Linked DNA regions of Mus musculus: all the other regions are linked to region 1. A link is a contact called in public Hi-C and HiChIP or PLAC-seq data. All regions are on one chromosome and are shown on one strand. Each heading gives the region's core, a stretch centred on a gene start, on an enhancer-like site or on the middle of the called end of the contact. The rest is flanking DNA. Distances are from core to core; before and after follow the strand shown. Region 1 overlaps Arhgef10l (Rho guanine nucleotide exchange factor (GEF) 10-like). Region 2 overlaps Igsf21 (immunoglobulin superfamily, member 21). Region 3 overlaps Padi2 (peptidyl arginine deiminase, type II). Region 4 overlaps Igsf21 (immunoglobulin superfamily, member 21).

Evidence for each region. A called contact is a pair of places that touch in the nucleus more often than the background predicts. HiChIP or PLAC-seq counts read pairs in DNA pulled down with a chosen protein or histone mark.
Region 2: a contact with region 1 is called in a Hi-C map of the N1E-115 cell line, with 3 times the contacts expected there. The contact joins two enhancer-like sites. A contact is called at or near these places in 26 of 484 Hi-C or Micro-C datasets (B cells, the N1E-115 cell line, brain and 14 more), 13 of 115 datasets of contacts at active chromatin or transcription factors (embryonic basal ganglia, embryonic forebrain, embryonic hindbrain and 3 more) and 1 of 9 other capture datasets (embryonic stem cells).
Region 3: a contact with region 1 is called in an HNF4G HiChIP or PLAC-seq map of pancreatic cancer cells. The contact joins two enhancer-like sites.
Region 4: a contact with region 1 is called in a Hi-C map of the N1E-115 cell line, with 3 times the contacts expected there. The contact joins two enhancer-like sites. A contact is called at or near these places in 3 of 484 Hi-C or Micro-C datasets (the CH12 cell line, the N1E-115 cell line and ganglionic eminence), 2 of 115 datasets of contacts at active chromatin or transcription factors (embryonic basal ganglia and embryonic stem cells) and 1 of 9 other capture datasets (embryonic stem cells).

What each region holds. Positions count from the first base shown.
Region 1 is chr4:140,536,193-140,539,053 of GRCm38.p6, forward strand. Arhgef10l (Rho guanine nucleotide exchange factor (GEF) 10-like) reads right to left here. Exons shown (of 29, transcript NM_001290803.1): 26 at 577-725. Among named protein-coding and RNA genes, the nearest start is that of Gm42335, 67 kb to the right of the region's middle. Within about 2 kb of position 1,474, at least 48 of the 459 cell types and tissues checked have an H3K27ac peak or open chromatin away from gene starts, as enhancers often do. A contact at or near this core is called in the N1E-115 cell line, pancreatic cancer cells and rod photoreceptor, where this site is marked.
Region 2 is chr4:140,107,507-140,110,367 of GRCm38.p6, forward strand. All of the region lies in intron 2 of Igsf21 (immunoglobulin superfamily, member 21), which reads right to left. Among named protein-coding and RNA genes, the nearest start is that of Gm13029, 34 kb to the right of the region's middle. Within about 2 kb of position 1,380, at least 33 of the 459 cell types and tissues checked have an H3K27ac peak or open chromatin away from gene starts, as enhancers often do. A contact at or near this core is called in the N1E-115 cell line and rod photoreceptor, where this site is marked.
Region 3 is chr4:140,946,770-140,949,630 of GRCm38.p6, forward strand. Padi2 (peptidyl arginine deiminase, type II) reads left to right here. Exons shown (of 16, transcript NM_008812.2): 15 at 2,443-2,571. Gm13031 (predicted gene 13031) reads right to left here. Exons shown (of 4, transcript NR_045911.1): 3 at 1,588-1,695; 4 at 897-1,324. Among named protein-coding and RNA genes, the nearest start is that of Gm13031, 9.7 kb to the right of the region's middle. Within about 2 kb of position 1,517, at least 70 of the 459 cell types and tissues checked have an H3K27ac peak or open chromatin away from gene starts, as enhancers often do. A contact at or near this core is called in pancreatic cancer cells, where this site is marked.
Region 4 is chr4:140,222,840-140,225,700 of GRCm38.p6, forward strand. All of the region lies in intron 1 of Igsf21 (immunoglobulin superfamily, member 21), which reads right to left. Among named protein-coding and RNA genes, the nearest start is that of Gm33542, 5.6 kb to the left of the region's middle. Within about 2 kb of position 1,387, at least 13 of the 459 cell types and tissues checked have an H3K27ac peak or open chromatin away from gene starts, as enhancers often do. A contact at or near this core is called in the N1E-115 cell line, where this site is marked.

The DNA.
Region 1 (2,861 bases), core at 224-2,723:
CCACTACCACCATCATCACCATCATCATCCACAGTACCCCCCACCTCAGTTTCCCCCTTTTCCAGTGAGGTTTGAGTCCTCCAGGCCCCTTCCCTGACTACCTACAAGCGAACAGCACCAAGCTCTGCCTAGCGCCTGAGCTATCAATCATCAGATTAGAGGTGCCCAAGGAGGAGAACCTAACGGAGACGAGAAAACAACCCTGCACGTGGGGGCATGCCAGAGGAGCCTGCCTGTCTGGGGACCTTTCCAGGCTCCCCTCTGGCTCTGGCGCCATATCTGATCAATCAATAACCTAAACGAATCAACAATGGCAAATGTCACCAAAATACCATTTGGGAAGCCACCGAAGCTCATACCAGCCACTAAGGATGGAACATAGGATGTAGCAAGGTGGGGCCGATGAGCTTAGTGGGCCCGTGAAGCCAGGCCCTCATCCCAGCAGAGACAACACAGCTTTGCCTACAACTGGACGAGACAGGACCCAGGGGCCTCAACACCTCTGTTTAAAGGGCAGAGGTCACAGATGGGTGTGTCTCCACCCAGCAGTGACAGACGAGGCCTGGGTATGGGTACCTGAGTTTGCAAAGTGGCGGCATCTAGTACAGTGACCCTCGGCCCGCAGCTGGCCCATGCAGCATCTTCCAGGCTCAGCAGTGTTCGAATCGGCCCTGGGCCCACAGTTATGCACATGGGAGGGCTCTCCAGGTCCCAGGGAATGTCACCTATGGGAAAGAAGGGCACAGGTCAGTGGCTGGCCCCATACACCCTTCCCCATGGTCTTTCACCCTCACTTCACTGGGGTGCCTGACATTATCCGTCCCCCCCCTCCCCCCGCATTGCTCCGGGACCACCCTGCATGTCTCTTCTTCCCACTTGGTGCTGAGAACAGGCAGGGGCAGGTGTAGGCTCTGCCCTCTGGGGAACTGCACTGGGTAGAGACAACAACAGCCAATCGCTATGAGCTGATATGCCAAGCACTGAGGGAAAAAATTAGACGTGGAGGACAGACACAGGAGCTTCTGGGAGAGGCAACGTCCACGTTAGTACCTGCCAGGAGGCAAAGGATCGCAGAGTCCTGGGACTTGTGACCAGCATGGCCTTGATTCTAAGGACACGCCTGCCTAAGCTTCTCAGAGTCTTAGTGTCCCCATCTGGATGGGGAGGGACTTTGCCAAGACCACAACTCATCTGAAAAGCGTGACGATTTCCTTCAAACCCGAGACCTTTTCCCTCCACAGATGCTACCAGATACAGGGGGGCTGGAGGGGAGGGGAGAGGCCCTGAGAGCGTGCAGCCCCCATTGCTGATGCTAGAGACCAAGAGTCCCTCCCCCACCCCACCCCAACCACACCCAGCTCACTGAGAACCACTGCCTGGTAAACACAGCGGCTGGACAGGGCCTTCATCCCAAGTCGTGCCACGCCCCAGTGGCTGCTCTAGGTTGTCAGAGTGCTGGGCAGGAAGGAGGTTTAAGGGGAGCTGAGACCCAGAGAAAGGCCTGGAGGGCAGGGATAAGACGCCCTATGACTCAGCCTTCCTAATGCTGCACCTCTTTAATAAAGTTCCTCATGCTGAAATGACCTTCCCAGCCACAAAACCATCTTCCCTGCTACTCCATAACTGTAATTTTGTTACTGTTATGAGTCATATTGTAGATATGCAGGACATCTGGTATGTGACCCCTGCAAAAGGGTCATTTGACTCCCCAAAGGGGTGGTGACCCACAGTTGAGAAATGCTGCCTTAGAGCAATGGGCACAGTAACTGGGGCCAAGGAGAAAAGAGAGAATTAGCTGCTGGGTGCCCCGAACCCCCTCATCCTCCTGTAGGTCCCCAGGAGGAAAACAAAGCACTCGCCACAGGCATGCCCTCCTCTGTCCCGCTGCCGTGCCCGCTGCCGTGTGGCAAGTGTGAGAACGGCTGTCCCCAGAGATGTAGGAGACCAGGTTATACGGGGAAGCCACCAAACTCCTCGCCTTGTCCTCTGGCCACATGTGTTCAGCATGTCCTCCAACTCTAGGCTCCCCCTGAATGTTGCTTCTATAATCCCAGCCTAGCTAATAAATTAAAAACTGGGGGCCTGGAGAGATGGCTCAGTGGTTAAGAGCACTGACTGCTCTTCCAGAGGTCCTGAGTTCAATTCCCAGCAAACACAACCATCTGTAATGGGATCTGATGTCCTCTTCTGGTGTGTCTGAAGACAGCCTCAGTGTACTCACATACATAAAATAAATAATTCTTTAAAAAAAAAAAACTGAGCCAGGCGTGGTGGCGCATACCTTTAATCCCAGCACTCAGGAGGCAGAGGCAGGTGGATTTCTGAGTTCAAGGCCAGCATGGTCTACAGAGTGAGTTCCAGGACAGCCAGGCTACACAGAGAAACCCTGTCTTGAAAAACAAAAAAACAAAAAAACAAAAAAAACAAAAACTTGGGAACCCCCTCCGCAATACACAATACCACTCTTTCCAGCTCAGAATGTAAACATATACAGAGCAAGCTACCCAGGCCAGAGCAGTCTGTGGCTCTGAACTTCCATGTCCATTTGCACAGGGACTTGACCTCTTTGAGCCTCTGTTTCCTCGTCTCTAAAATGGGTATGACGACCATGCACACCCCGCCCCAGAATGCTGTAAGGAGCCAAGGGCGTGTATATGCTGACCCAACACAGCATGGGGCACCAGTAAAAAGTGCCACTGGTCAACACTGAGTCCCCTCCGAGTCTGTGCCTGTCGCTCTGCCCATGAACGAATTCTTTAACTCCCACAAGCCTGCACGGCAGATACTGTCATTAGCCCTGACTTATAACTAACATACTGTCAGTTCAATTACCCAAGTCACAGCTACACAGCCATCCCTGC
Region 2 (2,861 bases), core at 130-2,629, 430 kb before region 1:
CACCCTTCACCTCAGCCTCTGATGCTCCATGCCTGTCCCTCCTGTAGATCACGGAGGCTGCCTGGCTGATAGTCTTTGCAAGGCCTCCCTTGTCTTTGAATCTAAGTGCCAACTGACAGCTGAGGGATTTGAAAAAGAACCATTGGGTGGGTGAGATGGCTCAGCAGGTGGAGGCACTTGCCGCCAAAGCCTGACAAGTTAAGTTTAATTCCTGGATCATACATGGTAGAAGAAGACAATTGACTCCTGCCAGTTGTCCTTTGACCTACCTCCGCAGGCATGACAGTCTTTGGTCCCAGGAGGCCAAGTTCATTACCATGCCCCAGAGGAGACAAAGATCACCCACCACTGAGCTTCCCTGCCCTGCTCCTCCCTCTCCTGCCTCTTGTCAAAGCCCAGTGCACTATGGAGCCCTGGATGTTGAGCCCGGAGTCAAAGGCTTTCACATGCTCAAGACTGTGAGTGACCCTCCAGTCCTAGCCATCAGAAAGAGCATCGGCTTCTGGCTTCAGCTTCTGAGCAGAGAAACACTGGACTTTCAATTCTGCAAACCCTGGGAGGAAAGGCCATGTGAGGCCCTGCAGATATTGGGCAGAGCCAGCAGCCTCTCCCCACTGGGTCTTTCCAGGCACCAGGAGATCCTACCACCATGACTGACGTCACTGCCTTGCAGATGTGGCTAGCAGGGCCTGTGGAATTATGGGCAGGACCAGAATGGGCTGTGTAGAGTGAACTGTGAAATCAGGGCCAGGTCCCAGAGTCTTAGTCAGTAGAGGGAAGGAAGGAGAGGGAGCAGGCTATGGTAAGAAGGGGAGAGTGGAGGGTCAGGGAACCATCAGTGTGCAAACAGGGAAAGACAACTAAGCTATATTGTAACCATTTCTCCTTTTTAGTATAATAATAATAACAACAACAACAACTATATATTACAATATATTATATTACAATATATTTATTATAATATAGTTATACATATTTAACTTATATATAATAGAGTTATATATTATATTTTATTAAAATTACATTATTATATATTTGTTAATATTATCACATATGTGCACATGATGTGTGAGGGGTGACTGTGGAGCTCAGAGGACAACTCTGTAGAGTCACGTCTCTCTTTCTTCCTTGTGGGTTCCTAGGATCAGACTCAGGTCTCCAGGCTTTAGCAACAAGCGCTGGCTGAGCCATCCCACAGGCTGGAGATATCCTGACAGGTTAGGGCCTGGAAGGCACGGGAGCCCAGAGGAGAGGGAAGCCCACTTTCTGAGGGTGGAGAGCTCCCACAGGGGCCTTACTTAAGCTGCTTCCGCAGGAGGTGCAGGAGTGAGCCCGCTAACGCAATGGCTGTCCAGGCAGAGAGGGACTGAGAGCCACGGTCAAAAGCAGGAGTTATCAGCTAAGCTGCCTCTGTGAAAGGACCTCTGTTCAGAGCGCCTGGAACAGGAGAGAGGAGCCAAGGACAAAGCCGTGCCCTCCCCCCACAGGCACCGACCACCCTGGGTCAGATTTGGGTCCTGCTTATCCTCTGATCCTCCGGAAGCAAGTCCAATGGAGTGGCCAGACCCAGGGATGGGCAGCAGGGGTCTGTCAGCACGGGGCACTAGCTTTTGTTTTCCTGTAGCCACACCCTTGGGACAGAAGGAGGCCACCAGGTCTCCATTCCACCTGAGTGCCTGCCGAGATTACCGCTGGGGAGGGAGGGGGCTCGGGGTAGCAGCAAAGTCAGAGCTGGGGCACAGGCTGCCACAGGGTCCTGCTGTTTGCAGCTGTTGTAGAGCCAGCCCCAAGTGTCGGAGGCTTCCCAGCAGCGGCCGCCCGACGCGCACGCCTGGTCTCCACAGCCTCCCGCTAATGAAAGCGTTACTCCACAAAGCAGCAAGGTATGAGTTGTCACTGTTTCAATTATTTATCTGTTTACTCGGCTGCAGTTTTCCGCTTGTCTCAGCAACTCTATTATAGACCGCGAGCTTGCAGCCTCTCGCCGCTCAGCTGGGCTCCGCGCTAACAGCCTGCGACCAGGCGGCCTCATGCCCGGGCCTGGAGAAGTGGAATTAGCTCCCTGCGGCTCCGCGGGTGGAAGCAGGAGAGGGGGTGCTACCAGGGAGGATGGTCAGGGGTGGGGAGATGCTGAGAGTGGCTTCCCCAGGCATCTGTCCCCCGACTGGGAGGACCGGCCTCTCTGAACTCATCTGTGCCCAGGCTGAGTTAGACTCCATCTGGGCGGTTTAGAATACAGGCTTGGCGTAACCCAGCCAGGTCCTACAGAGCACCAACTGTGTGTCACATCTGTTACCTGTCCCATAGACTAGGAGTAACCAAGAATAAGAAGACCTCTGTGAGTATCGACACTTTCCCAGAAAGTGGGATACCTACAGCATGCTTCTAAGACTAATGTTTTAACCCAGTGTGTGCCCTGCAGTGGATCGAGGCCATGTGATGCAGGGTCTGGGGTGGGAAGGCCTGAGCGGCTTGGCCACTTGCAAATCAGAACAAATTTACAATCATAGCCCTCTTCCCAACCCTTCAAGGATGCTTTGGTCCCTCAGACACACCAAATTACTTTTCAACCGGGACCCTCAACTGGGAAACAATTTTGCTTATATATTTTATTATTTTATGAATAGGAGTGTTTTGCCCATCTGTCTGTCTGTGTGTCATGCGCATGCCCGTGGAAGCCAGAAGAGATCATTAGATCCCCTAGAACTGCAGTTAGAGATGGTTGTGAGCTGCCATGTGGGTGCTGGGAACAAAATCCAGGTCTCCTGCAAGAGTGGCAAGTGATCTTAACTGCTGAGCTGCCGCTTCCAGTCCCTGGGAGACAATTCTGACCTGCTTCTCTACCAGGGGACATGGCATAT
Region 3 (2,861 bases), core at 267-2,766, 410 kb after region 1:
CGGTGGGAGGGCAGGAAGGGATGGCAGACTGTGTGAGGTCTTGGCAGAGGCTGGTTCTATGGGAAAGGTCAGGGGCTCGAGGCTTCTGGCCCAGAGAGACCAGCAAGCACCTGCTGGATCTACTTGCTGTGTAGTAGATCCAGAAGCGCAGCGGTGGGCTCAAGGAGCCTCGAACCCAGCAGGAGATGGGAAAGCAGTTGTACTTGTAGGCCCAGAGTTCTATCAGACAAGTGCTCGGAGCAGACACGCCCCTTAGAGCCACACCAAAGCTTCAGACTTGTTGCCTGAATAGCGGTGGCCTGAGCCCATCCCTCACACTGAAGCTTCGGCAGCTCACACAACCCTGAGGGACTGCTGTGGGTGTGACAGTCTGCTCGAGTCTTAAACGTTGCACCAGACATTAAACCCAGCGCCCAGGAGAAGTAGCTCCATTGGGAGAGCTCTTGTCTTGAAAGAAAGAAAACCTTGGATTTCGTTTTATGATGATCTAGGTTAAGCCAGGGGCAGGTGGATCTGTGAGTTCAAGGTCAGCCTGGTCTTCAGTTCCAGGGCAGCCAGAGCAACACACAGAGAAACCCTGTCTCAAACAAACAAAAAGGAAGAAAGGAAGAAAGGAAGGAAGGAAGGAAGGAAGGAAGGAAGGAAGGAAGGAAGGAAGGAAGGAAGGAAGAAAGGAAGAAAGGAAGAAAGGAAGAAAGAAAGAGAAAGAGAGATAGAGGAGAGAGAGAGAGAGAGAGAGAGAGAGAGAGAGAGAGAGAGAGAGAGAGAGAGAGAGAGAGAGAGAGAGAGAAAGCAGATCCAGTGCAAAGTAAATGCCCACTTGGCTCCTAAGCATGCAAGGTGTTAGATTTCTAAGTCAATTTGAAGAGTCAAGAGGCAGAAAACAGACCGGAGGCTGACCTCAACAGACTGGACTGTTTATTTAAAACAGGGAGGGGCAGACACAGCAAGAAAGGGGTGTCTGTGGAAGGGGGAGGGGTTCTTGGGGTTTATATAAAAGGGGAGGGGAGGGAAAAGTTAGGTGCAACTTAACTTGGGTTGCGTGCAAACCCCAAGTTTCTCTCTCCCGGAGTTGTTTGCCTAGACAGGGCGGGCTTTATCTTTAGAATCTGTCCTGACCTTGCTGTCAGGTTGTGGGTCACAGTGGGCCACTGAGTCAGGCAGCAGAAGTGAGGGAAGTGGGCAGGAGTCTCAACACAGGGCCTTGGTCAGGGCTGGGCAGAATTTGTTCAAAGTCCTATGGTTGTGTGGACTTCAGGCACAGGCTGATCAGAGCTCCAGCTGTGCTAGCTCTGTTGGTCGGTATGTGCAGGTACCCTCATGGCTGCGGGAGGTTCAAAGCCTTACATAAATACCCGCACAGCACCCTCGAATACAGAGCTCTTAGATGGCCTGCATCTCACTCTGCCTGGGGGGGGGGGTGTCAACCTGAACTGATGAACATGGTCAGGGAGTTTCCCAGTACCAGTTTGCTCAGTCATGAGTCACTATAAACCGCATCCCCCTCCGCCCCCCACCCCCCATCCCACTCTAGGCTTAATCACTGAGGTAGGAGGAAATGGTAAGAGACAACTAGTTAGCTCTCACCTGAAGGTCAGAGAAGTTGGTACAACCCAGCCACTCTCTGAAGCAGGACCCGCTGAAGCTGAGCCAACGCCTCACTGGGGCTGACCTCTGACTATCCCTCCATGATCCCTGCAAGAAACAAAGACACACACACACACACACACACACACACACACACACACACACACACACACACACTGTAGTAAGTAAGAGCTCTGGAGAAGCCTAGTATCAAAATCTTACAGCTTTGCAAAGCCCAGACGGCAGGTGCGGTAATTGACAGCGGAGGAGAGTTTAAGCACTAAGGCCCCACCCCTCCCTGCTGTCCTCCTTAGCTGAGTGAGCAGGAGAGCAAAATCCTCCAGGGTCACCTGGGCCTCTGCCACTTAAAGTTTGTCTGGTTTTCAGTGAAGACTGTGCAGAGTTCAGGCTCTGGCTTACGGCCTGTTTCCCGTGGTCAGGGCCATCTGTGGGTTGCAGGCGAGCTCACCTGCTGCAGTTTTCTACTGCAAAGTTTAAGTTGGAAGGGGTTGTAGCTAGACTGGCAAGCATTAGCAGGAGAGTTTTCTGTCCATTTGTAGCTGTGCCTCAAGTCACTTTTTGAAAATGGTCCATTAAGCCAGGCATAGTGACATATGCCTTTAGGCCTAGTACCTTTGAATCTCTGTGAGTTCAAGGCCAGCTTGGTCTATATAAAGTTTTAGGACAGCCAGAGCTACAAAGAGAGACTGTCTCAAAAAATGAGGAATGGATTGTCTTTTTTTTTTTTTTTTTTTCTTATCCCTGGGGGGAGATGCTGGAGAGGTGACAGGGATACCAGCTAAGCAGGTGTGTGTGTCCCCGGACTTCAACGCTTCCTCTTTCCCCCTCCCCCAGCGCTGTCTGGACTGGAACCGCGACATCCTTAAGAGGGAGCTAGCGCTGACTGAGAAGGACATTATTGACCTGCCCGCGCTCTTCAAGATGGATGAAAATCACCAGGCCAGGGCTTTCTTCCCTAACATGGTGAGATACTCCAGCCCCAACCCCTCATGCCACCCCCAGCAGGGTGCAAACAGCCCCAGAAGGGCCCAGCTGAGTTGCTGGGTAACCTCACCTCTGACCCTTGCCCTCTCTGAGCCTCTCCATTCCCTGCTAGGGGTGACATGCTTAGCCTTGCTTTCTTACTAGGTGTCTATCCCCTGGCCCATTACTCTAGACAGGAGAGTGCTTGGCAAAAACTATCACAGCTCAGAATCTGTGCCTGTGTTTCCCCACCTCTAGAGGAGGATCCCTGACAACACGCCCTACATAGA
Region 4 (2,861 bases), core at 137-2,636, 310 kb before region 1:
AATTTACTCACACAAAGCATTTTATAGCGGTTTAAATGTCACGTGCTGAGGTTGCATATGCTACAAATTGTCTTTATTGAATGGAATAAAAGCATCTACTACTGCAACCATCTGTGAGATTCAAGAAAATACAGACCGAGCCAGGGTGGGGGCAAAGGCTCCTTCACTCAGTCCCATAGAGGCCACTGTCAGGATTCAGGCCACCAGGCAGCATACAGAGGACACACAATTAGTACTCCATGGTTGGCAGCCTGAACCCTGCCTTGTTCAAAGACTGGGGCTTCCTCTCCATGCCTCAGTCTCCCCATCTGGAGAAGCTTAGCCATCACACTGGGTACCCCCTACACGTGTTGTCAACGAAGAGGAAGCTGCCAGCTGTGGGACCATGCAGGACTTTGTGCTCCAAAGTGTCCCTGGCCCACCGCCAGGTCGCCAGTCTCCTCCTGCAGCTGTTTCCCAAAGACACCGGCCCTGGTCAAACTCCCTGTATCCGGCTCTGCTTTGAAGGGAAATCCCAAAGACTTGTGACCCTTTGAAGCGAGGGACAGCGTGTGTTCTCTGGCCCCGGCTACTTCTCAAGCCTGGTCGTCATGGAAGATGCAAAGCCCACACCCGCACAACGTTGCAGCTAGGAAGAAAGGCATCCTGCGTTCTGGGAGGGATAATGTTATAGCCACACAAGATATGGATCTTAAAGCTCACCGATGCTGCCGCCCATGTGTTAATCCCTGCCCTGGCAATCCTACAGTGTAGAATCCCTGATCCTTAGCCTCAGCCCTAGCCTGGGCAGGCACAGGTGCCTGAAGAAGGTGCGACCTCTACTCTTCACTTGCTATGTGGCCTTGAGTCGGTGTCTTAACCTCTCTGGGCCTCCATTTCCTCATTCATAAATGGGGAGATAGTAGGATCTGATGGAGGGTTTTTAGTACCGATTAAGGATATTAATATTCATAAGGCGCTTCAAAGCGTGCCCAGCGCACAGTTAGTAGTACATAAATATTTGTTAAATAAATATGTCTTGCTTACCTCCAAGGGTTGTGGTGGGGATCATCAGAAGATAAACATGTGAGAAGCTTGCGCTCCGTGGTAGAAATCCATACACACAGAGCGCAGCTGTGAGCTCAGTTAAGTCTTCATTTCCCTGAAGGTGGCTCCCCTCACTAGGCGTGGTGCTAGGGATGGTAAGAGCCACAGATGGAAAGCCAGGACTCGGGCACGAAGGATTGCCGGGACCCCTGGAGGTGGTTGCTGGGTGGCTGGATGGGCTTGGTGGTGTATAACAGCAAGGCTCGGCTGGAAAGGCGCTGGCCGGCCAGGCACCCAGCTTTGGGCCGGGAGAGGCGGCAGGTGTTTATCCAGAGGCTCTAGCTGGCCCTAATGTGTTTGCCCAAATGCTCACTCCCAGATAAGAGGCCTGGAGATGAGCTGATAAGCTGGGAGCAATTAACTCATCCCAGAGGGAGCCACGAACCCATCGCACAGAGGGGGCTGTCACAGTGGCCCACACACAGGGCTTTGAGGGTCACGGGTATTAGGATGGATAGATACCTAGACCTGGAGGGGCCTGGGTGATGGACTCAGTGGCTGGCAGAGAGTGACCAGGGTCATGTCTCCACAGCTGTGTGTAGACTCCCCAGAAATGGAAGTTGTGGGTAGGTTGAGATGATCTCAAGGAGGGGGGGCTGCCTTCTGCTCACTTATCTGTCTAGTCACTCATCTGCTGTTCCCTTACCCACTCTCCCATTCGTTAACTCACCCATCCGTTCACTTACTCACACACAGATACACACACATATGCTTACTCGCTCACCCACCCGCTCAGTCGCCCATTCATCTCTCACCCTTTCTCTCATCTGTCCACCTCAGCGCAGTGCTGTGCTCCCCAGCCACTCCAACACCTGCTCTCCCACTGGCAGAGGCCTCCTGGTTATGAGATTAGATCTCGCTTGGTCCTTGCCTGCCAAAGAGATACTCCCATCATGCCCTTTGTGCCCAGGATGCCAAGGCTCTGAGAGGAGGGAGACGCTGTGGGCATCAGGAACAGACCCAGTTGGTCTTCAGGGACCTGAATGGTCCTCAGGGACCCTGTTGTTGTGCCTGTGCTGTGGTCTAGCCTGGGCTGGTTTGGGGAAGGAGGGAGGGTACCCAGCTTGGAGGTATGTCACTATTAGCTAAGGTGAGAGTCACATTTTTGGTTCCCATTCGGTGCTATAGTGGCCAGGTAGAGGGGAAGGTCACAGGTCGAGATGGGGGACAGAAGGATTTGTAGTCGCAGAAGCTGTTGACCCAGGACAAGCACCTATAATCCAAAACCCTGAAATTCAAGATTCTCCAAGGTGAAAAAAATGTGTCAGGACATCTGTGGAAAATTCCACGCTGGGGAACTTTGTTTTGTACCTGGAAACATTTTGATCTTGTCTGAACTTCTCTGTGGGGAAGTTACTTCCAAGTTACTGTTTGGAGTCCAGCCCCATCTCCAGAGAAGCTTGCTAGGCACATGCAAGTCCAAGGTCCAAATTCTGAAAACAATTTCACCAGGCCATTTCTGCGGGCGTTCAGCCCACACGGCAGCCAACACCCCATCTGTTCCCGTGTGATCTCACAACGGGCTGTTAAATGCAGACACTGTGGGCTCAGAGAGGTGGAGCAATTCGCTCAAGGCCACACAGCAAACGTGCATGAGTTTATTCTATCAATCTGCCTACATAGCTTCCACCAGCAAAGCTATCGGGGAGACCCAAGTCTGGAGTCAGCTAGCTGGGGGTCCCCAGTCATCAGAGGTGAGGTGGCAGTGGTGGTGGCCCTGGCTGGCCAGCCCAGCTCTGGCCAGAAGCCTGGCTTCACCCTCAGTCTTGTTGAAC